Regions from separate parts of the Sus scrofa genome. Here region 1 is linked to region 2. A link is a contact called in public Hi-C data. All regions are on one chromosome and are shown on one strand. Each heading gives the region's core, a stretch centred on a gene start, on an enhancer-like site or on the middle of the called end of the contact. The rest is flanking DNA. Distances are from core to core; before and after follow the strand shown.

Region 1 (5,201 bases), core at 1,121-3,620, 70 kb after region 2:
GAAAGAGTAAACACTTCAGGTTTGACTCCAACTTAACATCTGGCCGACAAAGGGGGGCGCACCTTGGCACGTGCCTTTTGATCACAGTACTTTCTCCGGACCTGCTCCTACACCCCCACAAGCCTACTTAGTCCAAAGGCTCTGCCTCTCCCTCCCAAAGCTCCTACAGTAGTTCCTCAACCTACCTGATCGCCCCCGTATCCGGCCCTCGCCACCCCTCCAACGCTCCCAGCACTAACCTCATGTGACCCCTGCAAACATCTCTGGGATCTCCTAACCGCCCCCACCCGAACTAACTCCGCCCACACCCACCCAGCTCCACTTCCTGGGCTTCTCCCCAGCCGCCCCCAAGCCTGTAACCTGACCCACCTCCTCCGGCGCCCCGACAGTACCTGCAAGCCCGGCCCCTCCCCGCCCCCCTCGGGGCCATTTCCCTCCAGCCAAGCCGCTTTCCCCTCCTCCCCCATTCCGCCGGCCCAAAGACCGACTCCTCCTCCCCCTCCCCCTCCGGCCTCCACGGGCGCCTCTTCACTTTTCCTCCTCCGGCCCTCCCTCCAACTTCCTGGGCCCCTAGCCACCTGCCCCGGCCTGGCCTCACGCCTCTCTGGCCGGGAATAGGGGGAGGTCTGGGCCCGATCCCGACGCCCGCAAGCCCCGCGGTCCCGCGCGGGGCTGAACGCTCGAAGCCGCTCGCGGGGGCCGGGACTCCCCACACACTCGCCGGCTGGGGCATAGTGCAGGCTACTGGCCAGGTTCCTGGTTGGAGGAGGCCCCCATGTCTTCCCTCCCCTCGCCCCTTAGCCAGACCTCGGATGCCCTCGGGCCGCCCAAGCAAGAGGAGGCCGGAACCGGGCCTGGGGCGGGCCGCCTCACCTGCGCCGTGGCCGCGCTCCGGGGGCTCCCGGCAGGCTCCGCAGCGGCGGCTGGGGCCGGGCCTGGGCCCGGGGCGCGCCCCCCTGCGCCGGGGCCTCGGCCTCCGCCTCCGCGGCCTCCGCGGCCTCCGCCTCAGCAGCAGCGGCAGCCGCGGCGGCCATTCATTGTGGGCCAGGCCGCCCCAGCCGAGCGCCGAGCGAGCGCAAGGCGCGCCGCCGCCGCAGCCCGGCCGGGGAGGAGCGGCCTGGCCCCGCCCGCGCACCGCCCCCAAAACCCGCCCCCCCGAGGCTAGGCCAGCCGAGCACCGAGAGCACACCCCTTCTTTTCTCAGTCTCCTCCCTCCGCCCCCTGGACTCAACGCCTGGACCTCGGCCCTGCTGGAGAGTTCCAGTCCCCACCCCGTCACCTTCTAGTCCCACAACCTAAAGCAAGTCGCTTTCCCTTCGGAATTTTAGTTTCCTGTAAAAACGCAAACAATAATGTCTGCTGTTTATTGTGTCAGGCACTGTTTTGTGTTCTTTATGGGATTATCTCGTTTAAACTTCACATTAACATCTTTAGATAGGAGTTATTTTACACACACACACACACACACACACTTTCAAAAAATAAGAAAGCACAGAGAAACGAAGAAACCTCCTCAGGATCACTCAGCAAGGAAGTGGTGGCGGGTTCCAGGATTCAAACCGAGGCTCAAGAAGAGACAATAAAAGTTAATACTTGGAGTTCCCTTGTGGCACAACGTGTTAAGTATCCGGTGTTGTCACTGCAGCGGCCCGGATCAAGTTCAGTCCCTGGGCTGGGAACTTCGACATGCCACAGGCATGGCAGAACAAGTATTTTATGATGCTTATGCGATGCCACGTTCCATTCTAAGCATTTCACTCATTTAATTCTCGTCACAACTCAATAACGAAAGTTTAAAAGTTCTGCCCATTTTGCAAATGTGTAAATATGAGCAGAGAACATTAAGAACAAGTAGCAGGATGAGCTGGGGAATACAGGCCTCTATGCCCTCCTTTCCTACACCACTTAGAACCTACTGAAGGTTTACTATGTGAGAGGGACTACTTTGCACATTTTCCAATGTCGTTTAATTTTTGCTCTATAGGATTCTTCTCTAACAGGTAAGGAAAGTGAGTATAATTTAAATAAAGTGCCAAGAGCATGTGGTAGGACTGAGTTTCAAACGCAGTAAATCTGTTTTCAGAGCCTGAGTTATTCCTGCAGGATGCCCTGAAAATAATGTGCTTAAAACCCAGGAAACAGGAGACGATCAATAGGTGTTGGATTTCCGCTTATCGCCCCTTTTCTGAGCCTCACCCTCCTCATCCGAGAAATGGGGCTAGTGACGTATTCCCTCCCAGGGGAGCCGCAGTGATTGAGGCCACCACACAACACGTTCAGCTCTTTGCGCCGTGCATTTTGATTCCCGCTGCCCACTGTAGGTAGCATCACTGATTGACTGGATTCTGTCACGTGACGTGCCCTCCCACTGTGCCAACATGGCGGCGCCCAGGTCCTAATCCGGGAAACGTGCACCGAAATTAATTCGGTTTTCCGTGCCGCGAGAGAAGGTGAGGAGGGCCTGGGCGACGCGAGGAGGGATCCTGGCCAGGGGCGGGCCCGCTCGAGGGCTTCCAACTTCGTAGGGGCAGTTCTCCAAAGACGGGGGGAGTGGTGTCAATTTACCGAGGCCTCAGAGTCTCCTTAGTCCCTACTTTAGTGACATGTAAGCCACCCTGCCCGGGAACGCACCTCTCTGATGTTCTCCCTGTTCCCTCCCCTGCCCTCCGAACCAGGCTTGGTTGGCAGAGGCGCCCGCGGATGTCCCGTGGGAGGATCGTTCTGTGGCTAAGCCTGACTCTCCGCTCCGCCCGCAGTATCTGTAGAGCCCGGTTTATGGAGGGGCAGCCCCAAGGGCCGCCAGATCCAGCGGCAATGGAGAATGGCACCGAGCACCGCGGAGAAGAGTTCCCACCTGAGGCTCAGGAGACGACGGTCACCGAGGGGGCCGCCAAAATCGTCTTCCCCAGCGCCAACGAAGTTTTCTACAACCCGGTGCAGGAGTTCAACCGGGACCTGACGTGAGTAGGGGTCCCAGATTAGCTTGGCAAAGGGCAGTGGGTCTGTGCGGATGAGGAGATGTGAGCTGACTGTCTCCCGCAGATGTGCTGTGATCACCGAGTTTGCTCGCATTCAGCTTGGGGCCAAAGGAATTCAGAGTGAGTGAAGGTCCGGGTTCCTGGTGGGCAGGGGTGTCACACAGCTCTCTCCTTGCCCCGCCCCTTCACGCTCTTACATTTCAGAAAGGCTCCAGCCCTTTCTGTTCCAGGGACTTTGGGGAAGATTTTCTTTCCTGGATCTTCTGAATATTCTGAAGAGCAGGGGAAGGTTTCTCAGAGGGCACTTTGATATCCTCTGACTTGCACTTCTGGGTGGCTGCAGTCAAGGTGCCAGGTGAGAAGGACTTGCAAAAGGTGGTGGTGGACTTGTCGGAGCAAGAGGAGGACAAAGCTGAAGTGAAAGAGGGTGCCCCAGGAGACCAACCTGGAACAGCTGCCGTGGGGGATATCTGCGAGGTGGGCCCTGAACATAGAAGGTGGCAGTTCTGGGGTCCAGTGGGTGATGAAGGAAGGGAAGAGCTGTAGGAGGTGGGTGGGGGAGTGGTTCTTCTCTGGGCCCAGCAGAAGATGGAGATATCCATGTGAATAGGGCTCCCTGCTTACTCCAACAGGAAGGCCTGCGAGTGCTGGAGGGTCTGGCAGCGTCAGGGCTACGTTCCATTCGCTTTGCCAGAGAGGTGCCTGGGCTCCGATCCGTGGTTGCCAACGATGCTTCTGCCAGAGCCGTGGATCTCATGCGCCGCAATGTACAGCTCAATGATGTAGCCCACCTTGTACAGCCCAGCCAGGCAGATGCCCGGTAGGTTCTGGGCAGTAGAGGCTGGTTGCTGGAAGGTGCTTTCTGGAACAAAGTGGCCTGGAGTTAAATCCTAGCTATGTCATATTCTTGCTCTGTGACCTTGGGAGAGTGGCCTTAACCTCTCTAAGCCCTAGTTCCTTTGTCTGTAAAACAAAGACAGTAGTCTTACAGGGATTGCTATACTGATTTAAGCGAGTTATACTTGTAATGGCTTGTGTTCTGAGTTAGGAATAAGTACCGTTACCGTTTCCATTTGAGACTTAATTTCTTATACTTTTATTCAGTCGAGTAAACCAGTGTGGATCTAGGGTCTGCTATGTGCCAGGCACTGTTAGCATCAGGACTGAGTCAGTAAACAATACAGGCAAAATCCCTGACTTTGTGGAGTTTGTAATGCAGGGATCAGCAAACTGCAGCCTGCAAGTCCCGAAGCTTGGGTTTTTTTTTTTTTAATGGCCTGCCATCTAAGAATCTAAGAATGTCTTTTACATTTTTAAAGGTCGAGCAAAAGAATGTTTTTTATTCTTCACAAAGCCTAAAATATTTACTTCTCGATCCTTTACAGAAAAATAATTAATTAAAAACCTTTGCTTTCCTAACCATATTATAAACTAATAGATTATAACAAATAATCATGATAAATAAGTAAACTGTCAGTATACTAGAGGTGAGAAGTTCTGGGGGCAGGGAGAGGATACATGGTACAAGAGACGAAGGAAGGAAAGGAGAAGGTAGCAGTTTTAAATAACACGGTCAGGGAGTTCCCAGGGGGCCTAGTGGTCAAGGATTCAAGTTGTCACTACTTTAGCTTGGGTTTAATCCTGGCCCCTGGAACGTCTGCATGCCTCAGAAAAAAATAAAGAATAAAGACATAGGAGTTTCTGTTGTGGCTCAGTGGGCTAAGAACCTGACTAGTATCCATAAAGATGTGGGTTCTATCCTGGCCTCACTCAGTGGGGTAAGGATCCAGCATTGCCAAAAGCTTGCAGCTCCAGTTGGACTCTTAGCCTGGGAACTTCCATATGCTACAGGTGTGGCCCGGATAAATAAATAAATAAATAACAAGGTCAGGGTAGGATGTTGAGAAAGTAGCATTTGCCTTTTCTTAACCTACAAAGAATAACAATAGTTACAAATCCAGGGAAAACTGTGTGATTACATGAGTAAATGAATCTAGAACCTGCGGTGCCAGTTATATATGTGCCACATCAGACTTAGCTGTTATTTTTGCTGTTGTTAGATGGGTGAACAAGCCCAAGGATGAAGTGTTAATGCAATCAGCAAATGGCTAAGCCAGGATCTGAAGCTGGGCAGCTTGCCCCTGAATCCAGGCCCAAACCATCACAGCACATGAGTGAACATGTATAGGGGACAGAGTAGGCCCCCGGTGCAGGGGGCTGAGG
Region 2 (5,565 bases), core at 205-2,704:
GGAGCCCGTGGGGTCCAGGAGAGGAGGGGAGCCCACACCCCACAGCCACTCTGGCAGAGTCCCCATTCCCACTCCCACTGTGACCTCTGACTCTGCCCACCACTGGGCTCCCCCAGCCAGAGGGGCCTCTGCAGGGGTGGACACCGCCCCCTGCCACTTTGACTCCCCACTCTGCCCACCCCAGCCCCCCTGCCTGCCTGCCACCCCCTCCCCGCCTGCCCGAAGCTGCTTCCTCTTTGGTTGTGGATCACTTTTGAGTTTCCGGCCAGCGTGGTCTTTAATTCATGCCCACGCTGGCTGCCTGCTGCCTTTTGCTTTCCTTTAACCCGGCTTCCGTTTTTTGTTTCGATTATGATTTCTGTCCTCTGGACGCCTGTGAGTAATTTTTGAAATTTCTGCTATTTTAACCCCAAAACTTACAAAACTCCATTTCTCATTTCTCTTTTCACTTTGTTGTGTTGGTTTTCGACTTCCCCCTCCCTCCTTGTCTCTCTCCCCTCCTCTCTCTCCCCTCCTCCTCCCTCTCCCCTCCTCTCCTTCCTCCCCTCATCCCCCTCCTCCTCCCTGTGGCTGTTGCTTTTCTCCTTTTTTTCCATTCAAATGTCCTGTGTCCCCCTCTCTTCCTCCTCCCTGTCCCTCTCCCGCCCTCCTTTGGTTTTCCTTCGCCCCCAACCCTCCCGTCCTCCGTGTCTCCTCCCGTCTCCTTCTGGTTGATTTTGTTGTATCTTTTTTTTTGATTTCCTTTGTTTCAATTTTCGTGTAGGGCAGTAGTTCCGTAAGTGGAAGCCCAGCCCCCTCAACATCTGGTACCAGCACTCCGCGGCGGGGACGCCGCCAGCTCCCCCAGACCCCCTCCACCCCCCGGCCACACGTGTCCTATTCCCCCGTGATCCGTAAGGCCGGCGGCTCGGGTCCCCCGCAGCAGCAGCAGCAGCAACAGCAGCAGCAGCCGGCAGCGCGGCCGGGCCGAGCGGCCCCCAGCGGCCCGCGGAGGTACCCGGGCCCCGCGGCTGAGCCTCTGGCCGGGGAGCGGCCGCCCCCGGGGGGCCACGGCAGCAGCCGCTCGCCCGGGATGGAGCGGCGGGGCCCGGGCCCGGCCCGGAGCGAGTCCCCCAGGGCGTGTCGCCACGGCGGGGCGCGGTGGCCGGCGCCCGGCGCGCACGCATCCGAGGGGCCCCCGGGCCCCCGGCACCACGCTTACTATCGGGGCTCCGACTACGACGAGCCCGACGGCCCGGGCAGCGGCGGCGGCGAGGAGCCCCGGGCCGCCGCCTACGATGCGCCGCCCCCCGCGCGCCACGTGTGCTCGCCCAGGACTCCCCGGGCCCCGGGCCCGGCCTGCGCCTCGCCTTCCCGGCACGGCCGGCGACTCCCCAACGGCTACTACCCAGCCCACGGACTGGCCAGGCCCCGCGGGCCGGGCTCCCGGAAAGGCCTGCACGAAGCCTACAGCGAGACCGACGACGACGACTGGTGCTAAGCCCGGGCGAGGTGGCACCCGCGCCCGCCCGGCCCCCCCACGCACCCCACGCACACGCCCCCGGGGAGGAGCCGCACCGGCCGCGGGGCCACCTCGCTGCCACCTGCCCAGCACACGGGGGAGGGCCTAGGAGAGGACCAGCCGGACGACCCCGGACTCTGGAGGAAGTCCCCAGGGCCAGGACACACCCGGGCGTCCCGCAGAGACCCTCAGCCCGGACAAGCCGCTCCTGGGCAGCGACGGCGCGCCCCCAACCCAGCCCGGATCCCCCATGATGGGGGCCCTCCGGGGCAGACAAACCACACAGCCAAGGGATTCGAATTAACTCAGCCATTTTTGGAGAACCTTGGGGAAAATGGAAATTTCAAAAAAAAAAAAAAAAAAACATTTTTAAAAGAAAAACGGGGAGAAAAAAAATTGCTTCTATTGATGAGTTTTATCATCTCAATTGAATCTTTCCTTTCCCTGGTGAACGCGAGCTGGTGGCCCGTGTGTGGCGAAAAAGGCAGAAGCGAAGTGGAAACCCAGCGTCCCACACAGACCTCCACCAGACACACTCATACCCCACACACGTTCTCAGACACACACAGGAGTGCTTGCTGGTTATACCAAACCCTACTATTACTGCCTGCAGAAATCAATTTAAAACAAATAAACAATTTTAAAAAGGACAAAAAAATTAATGATTGAGAAAAGAAGCATTTTTTTCTGACATTTGGTCCTGCTTGAAATAACAAAAAGAAAAAAGAAAAAAAAAAAAAAACACCACCGATTTCCTTTGCTTCTTTTTTCCTTTTTCCTACCTTGTTTGAAAACTGTGGGCTTGGGACTGTGAATTATTGCATGACATTCAAAAAGAGAAAAAAAATAAAAAAAGTTGAATCAAAGGGCCTCTGGATGGGAGTGGTCTTTATATCCTCTGCAAAGTGCCCTCCAGTTCTCTTCAGGGGAACCTGGGAAGGAGGCACATTGAAAGTGGCTAAGGGTAGTTCCTGTTGGGGCTCAGTGGTAATGAACCCAACTAGTATCCATGAGGACACAGGTTTGATCTCTAGCCTCATTCAGTGGGTTAAGGACCTGGCATTGCCGTGAGCTGTGGTGTAAGTCACAGATGCAGCTCAGATCTGGTGTTGCTGTGGCTGTGGTGTAGGCCAACACCTGCAGCTCTGATTCATCCCCTAGCCTAGGAACTTCCTTATGCTGCAGACCCTAAAAACCAAAAAAAAAAAAAAAAATGTGGCTAAGGATGAAAAAGCCGCTGTGGCTCTCCAGCCAGTACCTTTAGCCATATCCGCGTATTTGCATATTTGTGGTTCCCAACCCAGCAGACAAGCCCCACACTTCCAAGAGCTAGGTACCCAGAGCTCCAGGGGTCCCAGCTGCCTTAAAAAGCCTGAGAAAGTGGAGTTCCCATCGTGGCGCAGTGGTTAACGAATCCGACTAGGAACCATGAGGTTGTGGGTTCGATCCCTGGCCTTGCTCAGCGGGTTAAGGATCCGGCATTGCTGTGAGCTGTGGTGTAGGTCACAGATGCAGCTGTGGCTGTGGTGTAGGCCGGCAGCTACACCTCCAATTCAACCCCTAGCCTGGGAACCTCCATATGCCTTGGGAGCGGCCCTAGAAAAGACCAAAAAAAAAAAAAAAAAAAAAGCTTGAGAAAGATAAAGCCAAAGACACTGACCAGAATTGGGGACAGGGCAGTACCCCCCACAGCCCCCCAGGGCTCCACCATCTGCTACTGCTTCTCCAGGCTGGGTTGTACTGAAAGCAACAATCCTTGGTGACCATCCTCATGATCAGCCACTGAGACCCCAGGGAGCATGTATGTGTGAGGTCTCAAATGTTAGCAAAACTCCTATTAGAAACACGCTGAGGAGGTAACTGGAAACCCAGTTCAGGGACCCTTTGCCAAGATAGCATCCCCACCATCTCCCACCGTGAGAGGTGAGCCTTGCCCCAGGCCTGGGCATCCAGCTCTCCCACCCCACCCCACCCACCTGCACCCAAAAAGCTGCCTCTGAAGGGCTCCACCACAAGCTGTATCCCATCACGCACTTTCCTGAGATGGCTCTAAATTACCTATAGGAACTGGGGAGTCCTTGAGGTCAAAGTTCAGAGCAAAAAAAAAAAAAAAAAAGTGGCCAAAAAAAAGATGGTCACAGCGAGTTCAAGTTGAAGGCAGGTATCAGAGGTACCAGTGAGGGCAGGGTTCTTAAGAAGGGATTGACACACTGTTCTCCCTCTGTCTTCAGCCCCAACCCCCGTGTCTGTCCATCAGCCCACAAGGCCTGTACACTCCCACTCCAGGACTCCAGGCTTCCAGAAGCTGGCCTGGAGGAAGAAGATGGTAGGGACCCTCACCCTGCTGCTCTCCAACCCCAGGGCCTCATCTCCCTGCCTATTCTGTGAATGCTTCTGTGAATATAGTCAACAGCCACAAAACTGTAGTTAATAAGAGCAATGTTGAGTCAGGTAAGGAAAAGGCCAGCTGTACCCCTTGTTCAAATTGAGGTGAAAGACTTTTCTTTGGTCTGAAAAGGCAGCTCCTGGTTCTCCCAAGAAAGGGATTTCAGAGAATCCCACACAATCTGGAGACAAGGAGAGGGGGCTGGTCCTCAAGGAATACTGGGGTACTGGAAAAGGGATATCAGAAGAAGGGGATTCAGAAGCTGAGCAGAGGGACACTAACCAAAGACATCTACCACACCCCAACTTTGGGATCAGTCATTTGACTCTGAGGGTCTTGGCTCAGCTCCAGCTTCACTGGCTGTGTGACCTTAGGAAAGTGACTTAACCTCTCTGTGCCTCTGTTAGCTCATCTGTAAGAGGGAAACAGTCATGGAGCTGTTAATGCCAATTAAATGCATTGTTCTATATCAGTCATCAGCATACTTTTTCTTAAAGGATCAGAGAATAAATATTTTCAGCTTTGAAGCCTGGCAGTCTCTTTCTCAGCATGTCAACTCTGTTGTTGCACAGGGAAATCAGCCTTAAGTAAAGAGTAGGTGTGGCTGTGTTCCAGTAAAACTTTATTTATTGGAGTTCCCGTCGTGGCTCAGTGGGTAACGAATCCGACTAGGAACCATGAGGTTGTGGGTTCAGTCCCTGGCCTTGCTCAGTGGCTTAAGGATCCGGCGTTGCCGTGAGCTGTGGTGTAGGTCACAACTGTGGCTCTGGCGTAGACTGGCAGCTACAGCTCCAATTGGACCCCTAGCCTGGGAACCTCCATATGCCACGGGTACGGCCCTAGAAAAGACAAAAAAAAAGACGGAGGTGTGCAATGGAATACTACTCAGCCGTAAAAAAGAACAAAATAATGCCATTTGCAGCAACATGGATGGTACTAGAGACTCTCATACTAAGTAAAGTCAGTCAGAAAGAGAAAGACAAATACCATATGATATCACATGTATGAAATCTTTTTTTTTTTCTCTTCTTTTTTTTTTTTTTTTTTTTTGTCTTTTTAGCTATTTCTTGGGCCGCTCCCACGGCATATGGAGGTTCCCAGGCTAGGGGTCGAATCAGAGCTGTAGCCACCAGCCTACGCCAGAGCCACAGCAATGCGGGATCTGAGCCGCGTCTGCAACCTACACCACAGCTCACAGCAATGTTGGATCGTTAACCCACTGAGCAAGGCCAGGGACTGAACCCAAAACCTCATGGTTCCTAGTCGGATTCGTTAACCACTGCGCCACGACGGGAACTCCACATGTATGAAATCTAATATACAGTGCAAATGAACCTATCTACAGGAAAGAAAGAAACTCATAGACTTGGAGAACAGACTTACAGCTGCCAAGGGGAAGGGAGAGGGAATGGAATGAACTGAGCGTTTGGGGTTAGTGGATGAAAACTATTGCATTTGGAGTGGATAAGCAATGAGATACTGCTGTATAGCACAGAGAACTATGCTATAGTGGGACTATGCTATATGTATAGCACAGGGAACTATATCATCACTTGTAATGGAACATGATGGAGGATAATGTGAGTAAAAGATATATATATATATATGTTTGACTGGGTCACTTTGCTGTACAGCAGAAATTGACAGAACATTGTAAATCAACTATAATATAAAAAAT

What was found. Hi-C and Micro-C count contacts between places; a contact is called where the count stands out from the background.
Region 1: a contact with region 2 is called in a Hi-C map of omental adipose tissue, with 1.9 times the contacts expected there. The contact joins the promoter of TRMT1 here to the enhancer-like site in region 2. A contact is called at or near these places in 8 of 47 Hi-C or Micro-C datasets (alveolar macrophages, blood, embryonic fibroblasts and 3 more) and 1 of 2 datasets of contacts at active chromatin or transcription factors (alveolar macrophages).

Annotation. Positions count from the first base shown.
Region 1 is chr2:65,937,783-65,942,983 of Sscrofa11.1, forward strand. TRMT1 (tRNA methyltransferase 1) reads left to right here and starts at 2,371. Exons shown (of 17, transcript NM_001243450.1): 1 at 2,371-2,450; 2 at 2,757-2,960; 3 at 3,043-3,098; 4 at 3,322-3,455; 5 at 3,611-3,798. The coding sequence starts at 2,776. NACC1 (nucleus accumbens-associated protein 1) reads right to left here and starts at 1,058. Exons shown (of 6, transcript XM_003123340.6): 1 at 874-1,058.
Region 2 is chr2:65,868,702-65,874,266 of Sscrofa11.1, forward strand. CACNA1A (voltage-dependent P/Q-type calcium channel subunit alpha-1A) reads left to right here. Exons shown (of 54, transcript XM_021083710.1): 54 at 764-2,367. The coding sequence ends at 1,480. Among named protein-coding and RNA genes, the nearest start is that of IER2, 41 kb to the right of the region's middle. Within about 2 kb of position 1,455, at least 44 of the 83 cell types and tissues checked have an H3K27ac peak or open chromatin away from gene starts, as enhancers often do. A contact at or near this core is called in alveolar macrophages, liver, omental adipose tissue and 1 more, where this site is marked.